2 separate regions of the Mus musculus genome follow, and region 2 is linked to region 1. A link is a contact called in public HiChIP or PLAC-seq data. All regions are on one chromosome and are shown on one strand. The core of a region is the stretch at or near the end of the contact, and the rest is flanking DNA. Distances in the headings are between cores, read along the strand shown.

Evidence for each region. HiChIP or PLAC-seq counts read pairs in DNA pulled down with a chosen protein or histone mark.
Region 2: an H3K4me3 HiChIP or PLAC-seq map of neural progenitor cells shows a contact between it and region 1, with 4 times the contacts expected there. The contact joins the promoter of Map2 here to the enhancer-like site in region 1. A contact is called at or near these places in 1 of 484 Hi-C or Micro-C datasets (nephron progenitors), 5 of 115 datasets of contacts at active chromatin or transcription factors (astrocytes, forebrain, neural progenitor cells and 1 more) and 2 of 9 other capture datasets (adipose tissue and pancreatic islet).

What each region holds. Positions count from the first base shown.
Region 1 is chr1:66,223,362-66,230,307 of GRCm38.p6, reverse strand. Gm51629 (a long non-coding RNA gene) reads left to right here. Exons shown (of 3, transcript XR_003947841.1): 1 at 1-3,821; 2 at 3,989-4,023; 3 at 4,358-6,946. It also overlaps a transcript of Map2 not described here. Among named protein-coding and RNA genes, the nearest start is that of Gm51629, 3.8 kb to the left of the region's middle. Within about 2 kb of position 3,112, at least 18 of the 459 cell types and tissues checked have an H3K27ac peak or open chromatin away from gene starts, as enhancers often do. A contact at or near this core is called in neural progenitor cells, where this site is marked.
Region 2 is chr1:66,318,751-66,325,323 of GRCm38.p6, reverse strand. Map2 (microtubule-associated protein 2) reads right to left here and starts at 3,600. Exons shown (of 15, transcript NM_001310634.1): 1 at 3,182-3,600; 2 at 2,856-2,920.

The DNA of each region.
Region 1 (6,946 bases), core at 1,863-4,362:
CAGTGGCTATAATAAAATATATAATAAAGAAAAAGAAAAGCTATATATTGTTCCAATTTCAAGTTGCTTATAAAGCTAAGGTATGTGCCCCCATCCCAAAACACATAAAACAATACTAGCTTGTCATCATATTTAAAATGTCCCCAGGGATCTAAAAATCCCACAATAAAATGAACTACCTAAGAACAAAATAGATAAAATAGATTTACAGTTTCTCATGCAAATTGGGGCCTAGTAGCTTTCCTCCAGATGGAATAAAAGATCCATGTTTACAAAGCTGGTGCTCCTGAGCATCATCTGTGGCCTACAGCAGTACATCCCAATGGTGACCTATTGTTCACCTGGTGCTCCTGAGGATCATCTGTGGCCTACAGCAGTACATCCCAATGGTGACCTATCGTTCACCGATGCTAGAAACTGTTCTGCCTCAGAATTTCCAAGAGCTCCAGCCATGGCATTGTGATTACTCACTGAGTTTAAGTCTTATTCACTACTCTTAGTCACTATTCACAACTCACTAAAATATTTTGGTTATTTTACAATGTCCATTTTAAAAGTTAAGGGATGATGAGAAAAATTATTGAAAATGTCAAATGCACATAAATAGTTACTCATTATTAAATGAATGGAAATGACATATCCAAGATAGACACAGGAAACAAAAGTAGCAGGAAGTATATTTATAGGTTCAACGATACAAAACCCATTTGTCCTTGGGACTTCCTACTTTTTATTTTGATGTCTCATTTGGACATCAAACACTTGCAACACTAAGCTACAATACCTGTTAAGGCTGAGAGAAATCAAAGTGTCCCTTTGAAATTCCCATTAATAAACTAAAATGTTTCATGACTTTAAAACTTTTTTTAAACATTTATTTATTTCATGTAGATGTGTACTATTCCAAATACCACTCTCTTCTATAGTTTAAAGTTACACAATTTTCTATCTCAAGCTAGAAGTGACTTATATCTTATCTAGTTATTGAATCTTTGAAATGGTCTACAGTTCTTTGTCTTTACTCAAGAATTCTTCATGCTTTATTCCCTTGATTCTTAGAATTATGAAAGCAGCATTTCTAGGTTAGTAGGCAGAAAGCAGAAAAGCAAATTGATGGTACCATTTTGAACTTTAATTAAGCTTTTATGTAATGGGTGTCTGGATATACACAACTGATATCAAAAGGACCATTATCAACATGCTTCTCCAGTAACTAAATAGCTACATGACTTAACATATTAATATTCTCCAGAGTAGTATAAATACCCATGCAATTTCTTCAAAAAAGCTTCATCTAAATTATTTGTAATATTTTAAGTAGCTTTCCCTGCCAATTCCCTCAACCACTAGAATTCCTTTTGTAATTTAAATTAAAGATGGAGGTTTATACATAAGGCAGATATGCCTTTGTACAAGTATTTCAAAGAAAAATACAGCAACCATAAGTTGGAACCCATTGCATTTTCTCATGTTAAAAATATTTCATGCTTATTAGGAATCTACAGAAAACAAATCACTAGCTTTCACCACTTAAAGCTGAATCAGCATATGCTAGGATGGTTAGAAATTCATACTCATTAAAATCATTCCTCCAAAAAGATTTTATTAATTGCTTCTCAACAAATCCAAGTGTTTAAGTGAAGGCAAACCAATGAAACTGTGTGAGTGGGTAAGTTAGATACAAAGAGGCATCGCCTCTAGAAAAATCCACAAAGCCTATTGAATTTCATCCACTTACAGTTAAAATGTCCAGTCCAAACACAAGCAACTCCTTCAAGCTAAATCTCCCAGGATATCAATTAATGCATTTGCATAACCAACTTTGGAGAGGAAGTGGAACAGAAACCAACAAAGCAAAAGCTGTAGCACTGTGCAGCAGGTGGGCGATCACAGCTGCTGCAAGGAGGTTTATTAATGATGTAAACAGCAGCAGAGAGTCAATTATTTACACATGCCTGTCCTACTTAGGCTGAGAAAGTGGACACCACAGCGAAAGCTCAGTGGCTGCAATGTGATGGGTGTCGGTGACACAACCATGCTATCTCTTACTTTGGCTGTTCCTTGTTCTTAAGATATTATAAATTGTATGCCCATATCCAAATGCATTCTGGGAACTTGACATTGGCCCTTAAAATTAACAAGTGAATCATCATTGTTTGTTCTAAGCTGAGGACTCATTAGATAGATTAACCCACATAGCTCTTCGAATGCCTATGAACTCAACAATCTTGTGTTCACTCCATTTGAAGACACAGAGAGCAACTTTGTTGAGATGACACACGAGGGACATGATCAGGATTTTAAGCTGAACTGTTTGATTTTTCTAAAATTGCTGTCTTTCCCAAATAGGTACTGGGACCTGTCCTGACATGACTCCCATGATGTGTGTTGATTTTTTTTTCTTTAATCTATCTCTAACTGATCTGACTCAGACTCTAGGAAACTTTAGCCCCATCAGCATTTTCTTATGGAGCACAGTAGGTAATTTATCAATGTAGTTTTTGTTAGCATCACAATAGTGTGGGAAAATGGAATATGGTGAGAAGAGAGAAGTGATTGAGAAAGAGAGGGAGAGAAAAGAAAAAAATAACTTGGATAAATTCTTTAATGTCGATGTAGAAATTGTCTTCATGTTGGTTCTATAACAACTTAAGGTTCATTCTGTCCACACATATCCCCATTAAGCACAGTTGTAGGAGGAGGGAAGGCATACACTAAGATTCATGTGGTTTTGGCCAAAGCATGGAAAGAAAACCAAACACAATCAACAACACTAACGTGTCACATTTTTCTTTCTTTGATAGAGCCGGACATCTCTGTGATACCTTGGCTTATTTTATGTAGGTGTTCTGGTCATCTTTAAGGAAAGAACAACCCTGACGTTTTGTTTCAGAATGGACTCACTTCAAACCCGCACAACACTGGCCACACTTATCGCCCAGCATCCCTAGTCACGCCAGTAAATCTGAAGAAATCAGCGGATCATTTTCATTGACACAGGGTCATCTGAAAAGTCCTCAAAGTACCTCTTACATAGTGCCACCCTGGACTACAGGCTGTCTCCCCTGCAGACTCTAGGAAAAGGCACGGAGAAGCTATCCTCAGACTCTGGCCTTGCAGCTGAACCCTGCTGGCAAATTGCCCTCTGTCAGTATGGCCCTCTTCATGGGTGCCAGCAAGACTTGGCCTCATTTTAAAAGAAAAATAGCTCAGGCAGCTTTGTGGTGAAGTTCTGAATGCTTAGCTGAAATCAATTAAGATGACAAAGGGTGGAGGGGCTGCTTTCACATGGTGCTGAATAAAATCTCTATGTTTTTTTTTTTCTTCCTCTGAAGAACTCACTCACTTTTCTCAAATGAAGAAAAGACATGTAGTTTGGAATAAGAAAGATGAATTGTCTTAAAGAGAACGTATAAGGTATTCTGTCAAGCCAGCTGACACATGAGGGTAATATTTAGGTGATGGGTTAAGGAACAGCTGGCATAATTAAGGCCTAGAGGTGCGCTCTGTGGTCCAGAAAATGAGAGAGAGAGAGAGAGAGAGAGAGAGAGAGAGAGAGAGAGAGAGAGAGAGAGAGAGAGAGCACGTAGTGCATTTAATCATATGGACATTGTGTATTTTTCAAGGAATGAAGCCTCCAATGTTGCTCTTCCCAGACTGAAGTTGGTGACAGGTCTTGGAGACTGTTTTTAGTAGAGTGGGCTCTCTGCCCAGTTTTAATCACCATTAGGGAAATGGGTCTCCGACCAGCAGGATGTATTTCACTTTCAGGATAAGCAAGTGGAGAGCAGCCATCCATTTCTCAGGTGACAGCCTCAATTGTAAGTATGGCTGAAGGAAAAACAAAATGGAGACTGGCAGGGAGATGTCAGGGCTGAGTCCCTTTCTGTAAATGGCTCTCTCTGCTGCCTTTGCTTAATGAGATGTTTAATTCCACAGTAAGGAAATGTTAACATGTTTGTTTGCTCCTGTTTTATTTTATTTATAGCCCTGAGATGGGATCCGGTGCTCTGTATTTCTTAGGTAAGTGCTCTACCACTGTGTTACAGGCCAGCAATGGGTGACCATCTGTATTACCATTCTGAAACTAGGACCCATAACCACATGTATTCCCCACCCCAATTTTCTTTTATTGAAAATAGATTTATCCATATGCTATGTTCTGATTATGATTTCCCTCCCAGAAGCTTCTTAGAGAACATAACCGCATTCTTGGGGAAAAGTCTCAGCCAGCTTTAATTCCTAACAATTTTGAAGCATTTTCTAAATGTTTGTTGTTGGGTGGGTGGGTGGGGGGGTGGAGAGCACTTTTCTCTGCCATAGGTGATAAGAATTTTGCTTTCATTTTTTAATTTAGCAAATGAAACGGTGCATTTCACTGCAATGTGTTCATGACTTCACGCCATTGGACTTCACCCATGCTCACCACCACCTGCCATGCCTTCCACTAGTCCTACTTCCGATCTGAAACAGTGCCTCTTCTGTGTGTGTGTGCATGCATGCGTGTGAGCATGCATGCAAACATGAACTGTGTGTAGGAAACTTGTTTTTATTTGTCTGATTCAGAGTCTTAGTCTGTAGCACAAACTATCCTTGAACTTAGGGTCTCTTGTCTTGTTTTTCTGAATGGTGGGATTATAGGTTTGTACCCCAAAGCCAGGCCCAAACCTGTATTTTGAGATGAGTAATGGATGTGATGAGATATTCAGTCCAAAGGACAAAAAACATTGAGAACTATGGGAAAATTGCTGCTCTCTCAAAGGCTAAAAGGATCACAGTATATGTCAACTTCTCACCTGATCATTTTTCCAAGGGGAAAATATTTACATTTTCCTGGAGACCATCTAAGAAGCTTCTGGAATACATGGTCACAGACCTTGTTCCTGTTTCTTGATCCTAGACATCATAAGGTATGTTACACATGAGCTGCAGTAATCCCTTAGTGTTAAAGTGAAAGATTCAGTAAAACAAGAAAATGTAGAAATACAAAATGGATAGTTTTTCAGAATGAACTAATTAATGAAAACTAAAACTGTAGATGGATTCCATTCTCATGTGGCTGTTCCCTTTTCTCTGAGCAGTGTAGGAAAACACATTCTGGGCCTGGTCCATGCTAAGCAAGCCCACCACAAACTGAACTAAACTCCCTGTTGGGGACAAGCAAACAAACAAAAATGCTGTTTATGAATATAGTTAATGTTGATTTGACCTTTATCTTGTTCTTAACTCTTCAACATAGTCTCTGCTTATCTTCTAAAGCCTCTCCTGCATCATGTACCCTAAGATCACACGTGTGTTTCTCCAACAAATACTAGTAAGTAGATAGGATAGTTTGTCCTAATGTTATAGAATATTGTGGCCTCATATTTATCCTATCCTAAGGTGGAAGAGAACAAACATTTAGCCTTTTAATTCAGAGTTGTTTCCCATTGTCTTTATAAAAAGAGAGAACAAAATTTCAATTATAATTTATATATCTCAAAGACAACATTTTTCAACTATCCCTTTTGAAGAACTATTCAGAAGGCAGTTTTCCACTCATGGCTTGTGGTTTGCCTGTGTGTATAAACACATAGTAGGATGTTAATTTCTTTATGTAAACTTCCAACAGTATTACAGACTGTTCTCAACTGGTATATAAATATAAATCAATTCTCCAGTCTGTAGGATGAAGATAAATAGAGCTAGGTACATTCTGTGCCATACACTTGGAAAACTGGGGAAGGATATGAATGCTTTCAACTTAATCAATGGTCATTTGATAGTAAGTGAAGAGCTGTCACTTGAGAAAGTCTCTACTGAAATTACCACCTTGACAGGGAGGAGACAATGAGATTATAATTGGGAATATATACATTTATGCATATACACATATGCAAGCTATAACAAGAAGTGACAAAGAGGCCATGAGTCTGAAGGAGCATAGGGAGAGGTATATGTGAAGGTCCAGAGGAAGGAAGGGGAAGGGAGAGATGCTACAATTATATTATAATCTCAAAAAATGCACAAAAATATTCTCAAATAAGATTCAGAATTCAGATGTGTTCTTTGAAAATTGAGAAAATTACCTATGTATTTCTTCTTCCTATTTATAGATTTGAGCTACATATATAAACACATATAGACATAAACACACATAAACACACACATAATAAATGCATATACATACAATAAACACACATTAATAAACATGCACACACATATACATAGGGCTAAAATAACAATTTTCATGTATTCCTTCACTGTGTAATACAATATTACTTCATAAGTAAATTATTTCAAACTTCAATAGCATACCCCTTTCTTAAAATGTCATATCTTAAAAGAGTTGCTATTTTTATTTATATACAAATTAAATTATAATAATGTAATCCTTTTCCTTTCTCATAGCAATATTTATTTCCAAAGTGAAATATACTAAATTGAATCCTGATCAAACTACTATCAGAAATGAAATTTAGAATACCTATCCTATAGACTATAGATTATTTTCTAGGCTGACAGAATAATCAATAGGTAATATTAGAGAACCTACATCTTTACCTTCCTACAATCCAAAGTATAAAACAAAAACAAAAACAAAAACTACACAAAACACTTGTAATCCTTACTTTCTGGCTAAGAAAAACATCTTACTGACTGGTGTGTTCAGCAGTCATTGTCTTAAGTCATTTAACTCAATTGGCTGCAGTGAGCCAAGGCTTACATCAAAGCAAAGAACATGTGCAAGACAAAACCACAGCCAATTGTTACCAAAATTGCTTTGTTCACCTCCTGGCTGCTCTCCTGTATTTCCAACTCCCCTGGGTTAGCCACTAGCTGCTACAGAGAGCATCTGAGGTAATGAACGCTGTTTTTAAAGCTTGCCTCCTCCTCTGAAGTATTCAATGTCAGGAAACACCCTGAATCAGGATTGCAGAATGTGAGCAAGTCTCTGGGCACAGAC
Region 2 (6,573 bases), core at 2,351-4,850, 95 kb before region 1:
ACCTGGATTCTGGGATTACAGGGGAGCCATCACTCCTGCTTATAGAATCTAGTCTTCACTGTTCTTTTGCTCATATGAGATCATTTATAGCATGGCATTTGCAGAGAAATCAAGAGATCAAGTCCTCTGCCCTCTGCTACTGCAGAAGCTTGGCAGGAGACCTGAAGTGTAGTCAGCAGAGTGGAGCCTGGAATACTGTGTGGGAGGTGCCCATAAGCAAAACCCAGGCTGCAGTTTGCCTTTTTGTCTCCTTCTGGTGAAACTGAAAAAAATTTCCTCTTTAACTAATATTCAGAAAAATTATTTTCCATCCATAATCTTAAGAAATTTTCACACATAGTTCTACCTTTCTGCCAAAATAATTTATCTTATACTACTAACTAGGGATTGGAAATGTAGCTCAGGTGTAGAGTGAGTGACTAGGATTTGAATGCTGGTCTCAAACACCACCACTAAAAACAGTAATTATTAGCAGGACACACACATACAAATTTTATTAATTTACAAATTAATTAAATAGATATTAGCTGAAACTGTTATAGTTCAGCCACTATTTTGGGTGTGAAAATATGACTGAAAGAAAATTCAGTAAAGAGTTAACAGTTGTTCAGACAATATTGATTAGTCATGCCACGGAACTGAGACCGGCCTTACAACTCTGGAAGTCAAGCCTGTTTGGATTTGACTCACTAACAGATATTTTACCAAACAGGTTTGTTCTACAGAAAGTCCATCAGCATACCCCATAGATGTTTTCAAAATGGCCATAGGAAAGGAGGCAAGGGAGGCCTCTTGGTGGTCATATGCAAGCCCTCCAGTGCCTACAGAAAAATGCAATGGAGCTGAGCAGTTCATGTTGGCAGTATATTGCAGACTTCATGTTGAATAGGACGTTGATAATTTCATCGTTTTAAATTAGCACAGATATCCCAAAGCTCAAAATAAATATACATCTGAAAGCTAGGAATCGACCATGTGGTGTGTGTGTGTGTGAGTGTGTGTGTGTGTGTGTGAGAGTGTGTGAGTGTGTGTGTGTGTGTGAGTGTGTGTGTGTGAGAGTGTGTGAATGTGTGTGTGAGTGTGTGTGTGTTGTGTGTTGTGTATGTGTGTGCGTGCGTGTGAGTGTGTGTGAGTGTGTGTATGCATTTGTGTGTGTGAGTGTGAGTGTGTGTGTGTATGTGTGAGAGTGTGTGTGTATGTGTGTGTATGTGTGTGTGAGTGTGTGTGTATGTGTGAGTGTGTGTGTGTGTGTGTGTGTGTGTTCTACAGGGGTTTGGTCAGAAAATAAATAAAGAAAGAAATAGACAATTTTCATCAAATACAACAAAGTATTTTCATTTACTCTAAGTGAAACCTCCAAAAAGAATGATTTGTCCCACATCCAAGAGGTATGGAGGTAGGGATGGGGCTTGTTTGAGGCTTAGATACATAATTCTCCTGACGAATTTCTGAGACAAGGAAAATGCATAACCATGTCATTTCATGTCATTTGTCTTTAAGAACAAAACGTGGCATCTCTTGGGAGAGCACACTCATTTATTTATTTATTTTAATTCCTTCTCCTGTTCAGAATCATGTATGGTTGAGCCTACGCGTTGGAAGCCTGAGGACAGTGCCATGTGTCTCTTCCTCTCTTGTGCTGGGACTACCCACAGAAGCCGGGCTCTTCAGCAATGCTTGTGGGATGAATAAATTAAGTCGCTCGTGATTACCCATTGCAGAGAAAATGAACCTGCTGTAAATCCTCCGATTCATGGTGTACACTCTCACGGCTAGAATCTTTCAAGCTTATAGCGGTTGTCTCAGCCATTTTTTAAAAAGTATAGTTTTTAGAAAGCTAAAAGTATGAAATATTTTCAACTGACAGTCTTAAAGGAGAATTCTAAGGAGGATTCTATCGGGATGCCAGGAAAAGGCTTAAGGGTGGCACTGACTGGTCTCTCCTCAGGAAGGCAGAAAATGTCTTCCATTTTCTTTCTTTCTTTCTTCTTCTTCTTCTTCATCTTTTTTTTTTTTTTTTTTTGGTAAATGACTACTATATAGGTTTTGTGGACAAGAACATATGTTAAAGTCAGAGATAAAGTTAAAAAATTAAAGAGCAGGCAGTAATCATAACTGCCCTTTCAAGTCAATATACACCCTCATGCTAAGTTTAAAAATGATTATTTTTCATGTAAGGCTTGAGGCCCAGATCAATGGATTCAACTGCTTTCATAGCAAGAGAAAGGATCTATTTTCTTATGTTATTAATTCTGAATAAAGCATATGATACTAAGCTCTTTTGAAAATTAACCATTTCTGACTTTAAATATATTTCCTGTTGTATACTAAAGATATTGTATAGAAATTATAATATTTTATTCACCAAATTTCACAACACTGAGTCATCCCTGGGCTTCAGTCTCCAAAGCTCTTCCCATCTAAAAGGGTGAACCATTTTATTTAGAATATTTATTTTTTAAAGCATGGATCCACAGGAAACCTCCATCTAAAATAATTTTTAACATGTTTCTCTTAAGTTCAAATAAATATATTTTCTTTGTGATACACATATTTCAGACATTTTGTTAACTGTCACAATGACAAAAATCCAAACATTACAGATGAGCTAGGCAAGCTGATATTTCTTAGTATTTGCAGCATAGACAAAAGGCATATATTTTTTAGATACTTTCTATTCAAAATAGCCTCGGCTGATGGTGAAATCTGCATAAGAACTCCTACATCTTCTAGACAAAGATCAGACAATCCACTCTGGGATAAAAAACCAGCCATGAGGGTAAACCTAAAATAAAAGCATTCCAATTCTTTCTCAATTGCCCTTCCTTTAAACGTCCAAATAAATCATGCAGTACCTTTTAATTTTCTGACTGAGTGCTTCCCAATCAGTGCTTCCTCTGTTAGAGACAAGCTGAGGAACCTAGAGAAACAAAAGAAACACATATATACATATAGGTTTGTCAGATAAATATCAAAAATCACAACTCACCAATAAGTCCATTCATCCTTGATATCCAGATAATAAATGTATGCCTTGGAGTCTGGAGCACAAAAAAGGCAGCGCTTGGATTTTAAGCTCAATAACGTATTTAAAACACAGTATTCCGAGGCCACATAAAGCTGATCCTTTGAAAACGTGGATTAAAAAGAAAAGAAAATGTAAAAAGCCCTAAAGCATTACCGGTAGATATGCAGCAATACCCCTCGAATGGAGTCTGTAAGAGCTGCCACCGCAGAACCCTGCTTCAGGAACACTCCCTCTGTTCTGTGTCGCTAGCTCCAGACAGACGCAGTCTGAAAGCCACCAGCTCCTGTCTGTGTGTGCCGTGGAAAGGGAAGCTGCAAATTAGAAAAAGTCCCCGCAGTGGCGGAAAGGAAAATAAGGCAAGTAGGAGAGGGAGAGAGAGCTCACTAGGCTTAGAATTTTCGAGAATGATGACAAGCCACTCAGCTCCGCCATCATTCACTGACAAAAGGATGCTGCCTCTGGCTTAGGATTTAGCGGTTTGCCATGGGGACTTCTGGTACCAAATGCCTGACAGGCATTTTAATTGCCTCCATCCAAATGTGTCCCCAGGAGTCAAGTCTATAAGCCTACGAATGTCATCATCTGGTCTCCTTTGTGTCACACACACACACACACACACACACACGTGGGGGCGGGGCAGGCTTAGAGAGACTCGTTTTCAGGAATATAGGATTACAGGCAAGTTAAGCTACACAAACTGGACATAAGTAAATGATCATTAATTGGAATTTTATTATCTATATGAAGTATACTAGAGATAGTTTGAGGTTTTGTCATTGACAGATGAATACAATATTTAAAAACTATCCCATATTATTATTTATGTCCCAAAAAGGTATGTATTAAAGAAGTGTATATACTAGTATATATTTTTCTACAGAAAATTCAAAGGCTTTGTAAATATGATAACTACAAGCTTGGCAATGTGTCACTTCAAGGCTAGCCATGTGATATCCCTCTGCAATCATTTTATTCTGGTTCCATACAAAAGAAGGTGACAACCAGTTTGAGGACTGGGACTTTGCTGTCCCTGAGGTGAAGGTTATTACAGGGAACTCAGTGTTTGGCATAACCAGTCTCCCCTTCGTGTTAGCAAATGAAATTAACAATTGAATATCCCTGTCATACAGTGTGCTTTATGTAGGGGACTTAACTGTAGAATAATTCTTCACCTGTATTATCCTGGAGAAAATGGTTAATAGATGAATTGGTAAAGCATTGTTAGAGCCCTGAACCAGTAAATGGAGTAAATTTTCTGTGTATCAAAAGGGCCAGCTGCAAAGAAGGTTGCTGAGAGGAAGTATCACCATGGTTACCGGAAACAAAAAGCAAGGGGGTGGGGGTTGGAGAGAAGGGAGATGCCAGGAAGAGAGAACAGGAGTACAGTGGAGAAAATCTGGAGACAAAAGGATACAGTTCCTTCTCCTCCTTCTAGAAAGCTCTGCCTCTGACAGATTTGTGTTGTGCTTTCAATTCAATTAAGATGGAGTTTCATTTCCTGCTGCCATGTTCTTCCCCATTTTTGATCATGAGCTAATTTTGCTTTCATAAATATTCATTTTTTTTCTTTTCTATGGGATTGATCCAATCCATATCTGCATCTTCAGAAATCACTCAGCCTCACAGATGAGAAAGCTGGGGCCTGAGGGCTACTACATCCTAATTCCCACACAGAGGCAGCAGCCTGGCTTCCTAACTAGCCCACTGGGCTGTCCCCTCTCACCAAGTGACTTTCTCTTCTTTCCTCTTATGCTGTTTGAAGGCAAAACAGAATCCAGTAAGATCCTGTGCCTTTGATCTTGTCAACCTTTCATTTGCAGAAGCAACATTCTCCCCTTTTAGGACACACTGCACTAATCTTACGAACCAGCTTTGCCTACTGTCTGTGCTGGACTGTGTATAAGGCCACAGAACTTGGGTGATCATAGCAACAGCCCTTCTTCCTTTTACATTCTGGCAGTCAGATGGATCAACTGCCCTTTGCAGATCTATCTTGTTCACCCAGCTTAACCATCAGGGCCTGGGACTTCTGACATTATTGGCATTGTTGTTTTTACAAGCATGAAAGTGGAATATCAAACTGAGCCAGGGTTCCCATGTTGATCGTATATATCACAATGTAAATCTTTCTGGGGTTATCTAAAACAATGATGCTGGAAAACTGGAAGTCCAGGTGTATTGTATGCATGCATGTGTGCATGCCAATGTGTGTGTATGCGTGTGTGTGTGTGTGTGTGTGTGTGTGTCAGTGTGTGTGTATGCATGTATTCATCTATGTGCATGTAGAGGTAGAGATGTCAGTCAAAAATCTTTTTTTACTACAGATTTAAGAAGTGATTTTCCTCAGCCTATGAATCACAAAAATGACTGGCCTGATAAGATATTCTCAATGGTGCAATAATAACAACATTTTTATTGGGGGGATAACCAACAGCTGTCTAATTAGACTTAAGGACTGCTTAATAGGAAGGAATTCATGCCTGGTACTGTGTGTGGCTCAAGCCAACTACACATGGCAGGAGAGTCATAGACCCTCGAGGAGAAGCTACTCCTGCTATTTTCCTAAATTAATCTAATTCCTAACTACATTCTAAATCCCTGTCCTTTCACTTATAGATTAGTACAGTTCTCAGGAATTCTCAAAGAAATTTCTTGCCCCATCAGAATGCAGAATCACAGAGATCCAGGGCTGATCAAAACATAGAGAATAAGTGACTATGGTGTACCCAGTCATAATTGGTAATCTACATCGCAATGCTATACCCAAGGCTCAGGGAACATTCCAGAAGAGGGGCTGGAAAGACTGTCATTGCCAGAGGACCTGCTGAGTTATAGTGTCATTTGCTCTCCTTCTGGACAGAACAAAGAAGCTGAATGCATGAGGTCTTAAAAGTATGGTTTCCTAAGCAAGATGTGTATAATGAAGGCATCAGTTGACAAGCCAGTGTGGCTGGGGTAAATTTCTTGAGGCCCTAGATAAAGGGCTGAGACAGAGAGAATCATCTCTCTCCAAGGATGATCCCCTGATTGGTTGCCCAATCCCAAGTAGTTAGTCCTAAACACATGTACATTTGAACAACACCAGATACACTCAATTCTCTCTGTCTCTCTCTCTCTCATATAATACAATAACAATTAAAGAAGAGAAGGTCATGAGTGGAAGTGATATAAAACATGGGAGGACTAGGAGTTGGAGCAGGGAAGCTGTATTGAGAAAGATGTTTATACAATTCTTATATATGAAAAAGATTTTTAATAGTGTGAAAGTTACATTAATGGATGATTAGTTCAAAGACAATAAAAGTCATCTTTGTGGTACATATGCTTTCCCTATTATTCATATTAAGCATTCTATGTGAATGCCATATTTTACTTACATTGCCATAAAAATCAGTATTTTGATTTCTACTGTATGATTTACATTTATTTAAAATTTAAAATAGATTTCTCTCCTACTTCCTTTGAATTCTGCAAAGTGCCTAGCAAGAGGCTGCAAGCTCTTAAATGACCAGAAAGAGCAGGATTGTCTTCTGTTGATATTATAA